Linked DNA regions of Zea mays: regions 2 and 3 are each linked to region 1. A link is a contact called in public Hi-C data. All regions are on one chromosome and are shown on one strand. The core of a region is the stretch at or near the end of the contact, and the rest is flanking DNA. Distances in the headings are between cores, read along the strand shown. Region 1 holds the start of LOC100382173 (putative RING zinc finger domain superfamily protein). Region 2 overlaps dhar4 (glutathione dehydroascorbate reductase4). Region 3 holds the start of LOC100191540.

The links. A called contact is a pair of places that touch in the nucleus more often than the background predicts.
Region 2: a Hi-C map of ear shows a contact between it and region 1, with 1.6 times the contacts expected there. The contact joins the enhancer-like site here to the promoter of LOC100382173 in region 1.
Region 3: a Hi-C map of leaf shows a contact between it and region 1, with 7 times the contacts expected there. The contact joins the promoter of LOC100191540 here to the promoter of LOC100382173 in region 1. A contact is called at or near these places in 3 of 25 Hi-C or Micro-C datasets (ear, leaf and tassel).

The regions. Positions count from the first base shown.
Region 1 is chr6:124,177,281-124,180,451 of Zm-B73-REFERENCE-NAM-5.0, forward strand. It overlaps LOC100382173 (putative RING zinc finger domain superfamily protein), which reads right to left and starts at 1,579. Exons shown (of 5, transcript NM_001174933.1): 1 at 1,208-1,579; 2 at 914-1,092; 3 at 607-690; 4 at 238-384. The coding sequence starts at 1,331.
Region 2 is chr6:124,396,873-124,400,043 of Zm-B73-REFERENCE-NAM-5.0, forward strand. It overlaps dhar4 (glutathione dehydroascorbate reductase4), which reads right to left. Exons shown (of 7, transcript NM_001157942.2): 7 at 1,723-1,935. Among protein-coding and RNA genes, the nearest start is that of dhar4, 12 kb to the right of the region's middle. Within about 2 kb of position 1,514, at least 1 of the 20 cell types and tissues checked has an H3K27ac peak or open chromatin away from gene starts, as enhancers often do. A contact at or near this core is called in ear, where this site is marked.
Region 3 is chr6:124,380,624-124,383,794 of Zm-B73-REFERENCE-NAM-5.0, forward strand. LOC100191540 reads right to left here and starts at 1,578. Exons shown (of 2, transcript NM_001136971.1): 1 at 351-1,578. The coding sequence starts at 1,409.

The DNA of each region.
Region 1 (3,171 bases), core at 329-2,828:
GCTGGAGTGATGGGCACTCCTGATTCAACTCCCACCATCTTAGTTTCAGTCATGTTATAAGTAATGGGTGTGAAATCACACTTTCCCCATGATTAATCAACTGCCAACCTCCAAAAGGAAATGCCATATGCACATCATATTAATTTATGAACACAAAACAACCCAACTGCCCAGAGAACTAAGATTTCAAGGCAGGTTAGCTTTCCACTAAACAAATATCTAATGTGACATTAGTACCTGCAGGCAAATAGCGCAAGACAAGCTTTCACCAATTGGTGCAGGAACCACATGATGTGGCAACTTCTTTAGAGTATCTTGTGAGAGCCCTTCGGATAAAACATCTTCAAGGACATCAAACATATCATCATTGTCGGCAATGCCAACCTGTTGGAAAATATCTACTACTCCGATCAATGTCATTGAGTGAAACCTTAAAACTACGAAAAATCAATAACATGAAATTATTTAGTTTAAGAGAATATAAGTTACATGTGTATTATAGCATTAAAAATACTTGCAAAATTTCATAAGCTTCAAAAATTTTAAGAATATATTTATGTGTTTTCTGTCAAAGAGGACCCATGGTAACTAAGACAATTAACTGACCTGCCAACGATAGGCCATATATGCCGATGGCTCATACTGGTCTTGCACAAATCGAGCATGAAGGAGCTGTTCTATGAAATCCCCCTGCAGGTAATTTTTCTTAAATTCGCGGCCCCCATGAACCACTGAAAACAATGGCGTTGCAAAATATAATTCCGGGCTCAAGGTAGTAAGGAACTAATAATACTAGCATATAAAAACTTTCTAATTAAGACGGAATTTCTCTAGCTAAGGCAAGACAGTTACACTCTGCTAATTGATTTGCATAACAATCATGCCTGACGAATTGAAGAAGTAGCTCACGGACCATGGAGGACGTGCTCTGCGGGCTCGATCGGTCCGCGCTCCAGTAGGCGCGCGAAGCCTCGAGAACCTCGATGGATAGTACCGCCCCCGCAAAGGCCCCCAGGCCGGCTCCCCGGAGGACGCCGCTGTCGGAAGCTCGGCCGGCCAATGCGCCGGTGAACGCCCCCGTCAGGCCTCCAGCTGCCACAGGCAAACCAAATCCGCGTCAAAGAAAAAAAAAACAGAGCACGCAAACCAAAACACAGAAGCAACACAAGGTGCTGTCAACGCTATGGGGGCGCGGGGGCGCGCTTACCAACGGCGAAGATGCCGGTGAGGGCCCCCGAGAGGACGCCGGAGACCAGCCTGGGGAGGCACGACCCCGTCGCTACGCTTCGGCGCTCCCCTTCCGACGCCGTTGGCAGTGGCGGCACTTCCATGACTCAGCCTCACGGCACAGGCGGTCCACCTCCACGCCTCCTCCGCAAACTAACCCGAAGCCGATCGAGCGTCACGGTAGCTAGGGTTGGGTTGGGTCTAACGCAGGGGCCGGTCTACCTGATGGCGCCCGCGCGCTTGGTGGACTGGTGGTTGGTTGGTACACCCGTGGTAGAGGAGCTCGCCGGGAGGAGGGAGGACCGAAGGGGGCAAGGAGACAGGCGTGAGCGCGTCACGCCGCCTGAAAACGATCTGCCGCTTGGCTCGGCTGATGCGTTGCTGGTTTGCAGTTTGCTGCTGCGCAAGGCTATCCGCACTCATACAACTCTAAATTTCTACTCTAAAAAAATATTTTATCCTTATCAGTAAGGTTCTCTACTCTATACCATAATTCTCCGCAGTTATATTTACTCCATATCTCAACCCTATACCAACTACCATATATTATATCATTTTTTATTTCACGTTCATACACGTCACGCTTTTACATTGGGCGGCCTTTTCAGTTGTGCTGCCCCTGCAGGCTACACGTCGCAGCGGCTGGCTTGTGGCTGCGTAGAGTTGAATCCGTACCACGCTAGTTTTGCCGTTCCTGAGTATCTACGCTAAAATGGAGTCGCCCATACAGCTCTCCACTGCGGCAGATTTTGTACTCTATGTCAGATCGAGTAGCAAATGGAGCTATCCACTGCAGTCAGCATTCCGTGCGTGCTAGAGCTGTATGCACGAAATCTTTGAATCTGCACGCAACCGGAATGTACAAGCAGGTACGCTTTTTCTTAAAAAAAGGAAGAAACGCAGTAGCAGTTAAATTGTGAACCAGTATCTCTAAATGCTGGCATTCTTTATACTTTATTTATTTACTTATTTTGAAATACTTGGCACTTCGAAATACACTTTCTTATTGTTGGTGTCTTTTTGCCAAACACTAACTATTTCTAGGACCTATGCGCCATGCGCAGAACCTTGGGGACTTTCTCTGTTGGCTAGTGTGACTTTCCGCGATAGGTTACCGGACCATCCGTGGTAGGTCACCGTACAGTCTACCATAGGTCATTGGACTATCCGTGATGGTAGAAAAGAACACATATCTCGTCTCCCCATCACGGATAAAGGATCTTGGGGTTGCCTTAGAGTCGACAGGCCAGCCAAAGCACCTCTAGATGACGTAGAGCCAAAGAGAGATGAATATTCATATTGGAGAACTACTACTAGAGCTATGCCATATCTAGATCTAAGGCATGAAGATAAGTAATGTAAATAGATTGTTTGATTGGATTATGTGTCTCAATCGACCGTACCCCTTTATATTTACGGGAGAGGGAGTCTGGACCTTATTCTAAGCGAAGTCCAACAAAATACTGCAAGAAACGAAAAAGATCTCACAACAAATCAACACTCTCGCTCGAACTAATCTAATTTGAGACGGTCCAAGCTAACAAGTCGGGCTATCCGAGGGCCAGACCGTCCAGGCTTGCCCACTGACCATCCAGTAGTACCAGTGTTGCCAGATTTAGTGTTCAATACATGCCCCTACCTTTTGGTGGAGGTAATGAACCAAAAGCATTTATACTACTAGCGTTTTTTTGAGGAACAATAGATTTCATAAGTTGCCTTTTTCCCGAAATAAGAACTCTAGCTCGATGAAAATCACCAGTTCTTTCAACTTAAACATTATAGTCATTTAATAGAATTCTAATGCATAAATGCCGTTTAAGATTGCATCTTCTTCGGCCATGACTATGTGATCAATATGTAAAAAGGTACAAACTGTGGTGCCCACAGCCCGATAAGCAAACGAACTATGCATGTATTATTAATTTATTGCCGCACTATCCCACA
Region 2 (3,171 bases), core at 264-2,763, 220 kb after region 1:
CTCTACTGGCACCTGCCAGTTGCCACCGTCCGGACGGTCGACGGGTCGAGCACTAGTCACGGTTGGGACGTTGGATTGTGCACTTGGGGTAGTGATGGATTCAGATATCTGGAGATCCGAATTATTCGTATACATATTCAGATAAAGTGCTAATATGGATATTCGTATTTGTATTCGATTTTAATATGGATGTTAAATAGAAATATCTAAATTTTGTTTTTCTCTATCTAGTTTAATATTCGTATTCGACAAAATCGTGAAATATCCGATACTATTCGTATCTGAAAGGGAAAAGTATTCGATAAAAATCAATTTAAACTTACTGTTATTACTAATTACAAGTGATTTTAGATTTTAAATAATGTACTAAAAAACTGATGTACACCATTTAAATTGTTTAAAAATTATTCATATCATAGTGTTAATCTTACATAACTAGTGATATACAATGATAAATTTTAATTAATATTAAAAGTCTAATTTTGAATATATTATTGGAGTTTTTAGAGTCCAACATACAAATATACTTAATATAAAAAAATATTATATTTAAAGTCCAAAATATAAATATACCATGTATAAATAAGTTATTTAAAAAATGATATTCAACTAAATAATATATATGTACTATTGTTCATAATTTAATTATAATATGATATTTATCAACTACAAACATATCGATAAAAACAAATTAATACTTGTTATGATGCTATGTTTCAAATCAAGTAAGTATCCGAATGTGAATCCGAATTCGAACTATTCGTTTTGTATTCGTATCCGATAGTATTCGTATTCGAATTAAAATATGGTAAATAGTGACATTCGTATTCGTTTCCATGCGTATCCGATCCGAATCTATCCCTAACTTGGGAGGTCTTGGGTTGACGGGCTCGGGCTCGACACGACAGTTAGTTCATCCAGTGAGCGCGCGCGACCGTGGGGGGCAGGCCAGCACAGGCACCCGGCTTTGCCTTCGCCGTGGTCCAGGCCTGGCGCCCAAATAGGGGTGGAAACGAGCCGAGCCGGCTCGCTCATGCAACGAGCCGAGCTCGGCACGACTCGCCCATCTGGCGAGCTCGAAAAAGCGGCTCAGCTCGGCTCGCTCCGGGCTCGCCGAGCCAACGAGCCTAGCCATAAATGTAAATTTGCGCTCTAAATTGTAATATAAAATCTTAAGAATATTTTAAATAACATATTTTAAATTAGTAAAATAGATATATCACTAATATAATATAGAAAATAGATTATTTTTATATAGTAATCTCAAATAACATAAATTGTTGTCTACTCGGTACTAATATTATATGCTAATTAAGATTTTATGTAACAAATTGTTGTTGGGTCGAGCCACGAGCCAGCTCGCGAGCTGCACCGAGCCGAGCTGACTCGCTCTTTTCACGAGCCACAAAAACAGGCTCGACTCGGGCTCGTTCTAAGTGTCGAGCCGAGCCGCGAGCCAGCTCGTCGAGCTCGAACTTTTTTCCAGCCCTACGCCCAAACGCACCTACACGCCGACGCGGCACCTGAGTTGGCGCGCTGGCCCTTCGCCCGTGCCGCCGAGCGTAGGGTATTGTGCTCGCACCAGCCATGAAAATCTCGCCTCCAATCACTAACGCACCAACATCAACAGTTCATTCTGCAGCGGTCCAACCAAAGAGTAACATATATGACATTGTAACCCGAAAGTGGATGAGACACAATGAGAGATTTTTTTAACCAATCCAAAAAATTTGCCACTAAAGAAATTAAACCTGAGTCTCGAAGGAGTTTTCCATTTGACATACAAAGCAAAGGAGATTGGATATGAATACCAGATATGCTATGCCCTAGAAAATTCCTAACAAAATCCACCACATTTCATGTACATATTACAGCCATGCGACAAACCTTTGCATCTAGACCCTCCATTCGCCAATCGACACCTCTCTCCCTCTCCTAATAATAAGAAAAGAAAACATCACATGATAAGACAAATCGTTGCACATCTTGTGAAACTGGTTTAAGCAAAGATTGACAGAACCATATCCCTATTGCAAAGATATGTTAACTGCTGGGTACATAAGCAGAATGGCAGATTCTTATTTTCCAACAGACATTCACTAGCAGCTCAGATGGAGTGCCAATTAGTGGGATCCATTGAGAAGGATACAGAATAAGTACTGTGATAACTGATATAGGAAAATGGAAACACCAATGGTTATGGCCATATGCCAGTGGCAGATACAGGTAGGGATGAAAGTGGTAATCCGAACTGTTAGGACAAATTTAATATTTTAAAATAGATATGTATAAAATTTGATGTTGATCTTTTCCTATGTTATCAAGCACATTAGTACAAATATGAATAAAATATTACATAAATTGTTTTAAGTGTTATTTGGTCCCTACAACACAAATAGTTGAAAAAATTATCGAATTTGTTTCCGAATCCATACCGAAGTTTATATCTATTATTTAAGAAAATATAGCATAAATTTAAGGTTTATCATCTATGAATCTTTACAAGCTGGATGTTAGAAACAAGAATACAAATTTGTATGGTAGATTCTATATTCTATTTATTCGCAATCAAAGAAAAAACTGATTACCGAATAAATACCGTTTCCGACCGTTTTCATCCCTAGATACAGGATTTCAATCATGGGGCATAGACCTAAACGATGCAATTCACTCAAAATGTAATATGACGACTGAATGACATTAAATAGTTAGGTGTGCGGATATAAGGATACAATTCACCAACATTTATCCACAAGTATAGCCATTGCCAATGTCACCGTAAGCATATGAGTTTTTTTGCTTCTTTGTTATCCTTAATGAACTGATCAAGAGCCTGTTCTGTTCTGCTTGTACCTGTATCCCCATGCACCTGTACTACATCCGCCCCTGCTATATACAAACATGTTGCGCACAACCGAACCTTACTTTAACGATGAAACTTGAACGTCTGGCTGTGATAATATTACATCCAGTGCTATAAAAGCTTACACCTTAGGGCTAATTTGGTGACCAGTGATCACGGGAGGATTGGAGGGGATTGAGGGGTAAATTAGTTCATTTCCCCCTCAATCTCCCCGTGATCCACTTGTCACCAAATCAACCCTTAATCTTATTATCTTCTAAAAATTCTACTTCCTTTTCATACGAATAAGCAGGGTATGAAGTATGAAG
Region 3 (3,171 bases), core at 328-2,827, 200 kb after region 1:
TTTGACAACTTTTGACACAGTGACATACTTCATCTAGCGCCTAAAACCTAGATTTATATCCAGTGTTCTTAAGGCGGTTAGGCGAGCAAGTAACCATGATCACCGCCTTAGCGCCTAGGCCACGCCTTAAAAACACTGTTTATATCATCAGCATTTATCTAAAGCTATCTTTTGCAACCTAGAGATAGTGTGATTTAGTTTTTAGATTCACAAACTCTACTAGCTAAACAACGACTACCTTGAAAGGCCATCCTATTCAAGGATTAGAAGGATAAGCAGTTATTCAACCACTATAAAGTAAATGAATTCACATTCACATAGGTAAACCAAAGAGGGAGAAAGGATCTTACATCTTTCTTGCGGCCATAGTACCCCTCTCCCCCACCATAGCTCGGCCTCTCATACCCGCCACTCTGATACTTGGGCTGCTCCTCTCCATAACCGTATGAACCCTGTGTCTCCTCGTCATAGGGTTTTGGCTTCCGGTAACCACCAGAGCCAAAGGCACCTTCGTCCTCCTCAGATGCCTTCTTCTCATAACCATAGCCAGAACCACCATAGCTCTGCTCCTCGTTCTTCCTGCCATAGCCATACCCCGAGGAGCCATAGGTCTCCTCCTGTGCCTTCCTCCCATACCCACCACCACCACTGCCATACTCCTCCCCACCCTGCGGCCTGCTGCCGTACCCAGATCCATAGCTCTCCTCAACCTGAGGCTTCCTCCCGTAACCAGATCCATAGCTCTCCTCAACCTGCGGCGTCCTCCCGTACCCCGATCCATAGCTCTCCTCAATCTGCGGCTTCCTCCCGAACCCAGACCCATACTCCGATCCGTAGCTCTCCTCTACCTGTGGCTTCCTCCCGTAGCCAGAGCCGTATGTCTCAGCCTGCGGATTGGCAGATCCATACCCTGCTGACCCATAGCTCTCCTCCGGCCGGGTCTGACCGCCGTAGCCAGAGCCGTACCCGCCGGACCCGTAGCTCTCCTCCGCCTGCGGTTTCCTCCCATATCCAGAGCCGTAGCTCTCCTCCTCCTGCTTCTTCCTCCCATACCCGGATCCGAAGCCAGATCCATAGCCACCGCCCTCCTCCGCAGCGGGCTCGGGCCTGGATCCGTAGCCGCTGCCGTAAGACGGCTGTTGCTCCTGCTGGGGGCGGAACCCATAGTTGGGCTTTGGCTTGGCGTGGTGACCGTAGGGGGACGGCTCGGAGGCGGCGTAGTGCGGTGCGTCGTAGGAGGTCGAGGGCGCCGAGCACGGGTAGCAGGTTTCCTCGGACGGTGGCAGCGGGCGACCGAAGGTGACGGCGAGGTCGTACCCACCGCCGTACGGCGTGGGGTCGAACTCATCGAAGTCGTCCGCCTCCTCGACGGCGCCGCCACGGGGCCTCTCGTAATACGCGGTGGCCATGGCGGATCGCTGAGATCGGCTGGCTGGTTGATCAGATGGCAAGTGGCTAGCGAGGGATTGGACTTTAGAGCTTTGGTCTGGACTTCTGGAGTGTGGGGGCAGCGAGGGATTGGCCACTTATTGGTCTGTGGTAAAACGCGTTGGGGGAGCTCGGGGTGGATGAGAACCGGGGACGGCGAGACGTGGGGGCACGTGGTCCGGCCAGCGTGAGGAGTCGGTAACGTAGACAGGGACGCTGGATGCGCGGCGTCGGCGACGGTCGAGGCCGACACCACACGGGCAACAATGTACAGATGGCAATGGTACCGCGACCACATGTCCGATGGATATTTACTCTATTAAAGGTAGTTTAGAAACTCAAATTCTTTTTGGGATTGAAGAAAATTAAAGAGCAAATTAGTTTATTTTCACTCCAATCCTCTCTAGTCCCGAAAAAGATTTGAGGTTTCCAAAGTAGTCCTTAGGGTATGTATGTGGGCTAAATATTTTACCCGTTGTTCTGTAATTGGAAAAAAATCTTCACGCAACGGGTAAACAGGTATTTATAACGTTCCGCCTTCACCCATACCTGTTAACTCGTGAGTATAAAATACTCAATATAAGTCTAGCTCAAGCATGAACTAGTACTTTAGTCATCCATCTTTTTTTACTATTTAACAATCATTTAGACCATAATTGTCGGGGACCATAATTAGGGGTACCCTCAAGGCTCCTAATTCTCAGCTGGTAACCCCCATCAGCATAAAGCTGCAAAGGCCTGATGGGTGCGATTAAGTCAGGGATCGGTCCATTCGAGGGACACGATCACGCCTCGCCCGAGCCTAGCCTCGGACAAGGGCAGCCGACCCCGGAGGATCTCGGCCTCGCCCGAGGCCCCCCTCCAGCGGCTAACGTATTCCCGGCTCGCCCGAGGCCCTGTCTTCGCCAAGAAGCAACCCTGACCAAATCGCCGCACCGACCGACCAAATCACAGGAGCATTTAATGCAAAGGTGGCCTGACACCTTTATCCTGACGTGCGCCCTTCAGCCGACAGAGCCGAAGTGACCGTCGTCACTTCGCCGCTCCACTGACCAGCCTGACAGAAAGACAGCGCCGCCTGCGCCGCTCCGACTACGGTGCCACTTGACAGAGTGAGGCTGACAGGCAGTCAGGCCCGGCCGCAGGCGCCATAGGAAGCTCCGCTCCGCCCGACCCAGGGCTCGGACTCGGGCTAAGCCCCGGAAGACGGCGAACTCCGCTCCGCCCGACCTAGGGCTCGGACTCGGGCTAAGCCCCGGAAGACGGCGAACTCCGCTTCACCCGACCCAGGGCTCGGACTTGGGCTCAGCCCCAGAAGACGACGAACTCCGCTCCGCCCGACCCAGGGCTCGGACTTGGGCTCAGCCCCAGAAGACGACGAACTCCGCTTCGCCCGACCCCAGGGCTCGGACTCCGCCCTGCCTCAGCCGACGGTCTCCGCCTCGCCCGACCCAGGGGCTCGGACTCGACCTCGGCCACGGAAGACAGGCTCGACCTCGGCTTCGGAGGAGCTTCCACATCGCCCAACCTAGGGCGCAGATCAGCCACGTCAACAGGAGGCGCCATCATCACCCTACCCCAAGCTGACTCGGGCCACGGGGAACAAGACCGGCGTCCCATCTGGCTCGCTCCACCAGATAGGCAATGATGGCGCCCCGCATACTCTGTGACGACGGTGGCTCTCGGCCCCCTTACGGAAGCAAGAGGACGTCAGCAAGGACTCGACAGCCCCGACAGCTGTCC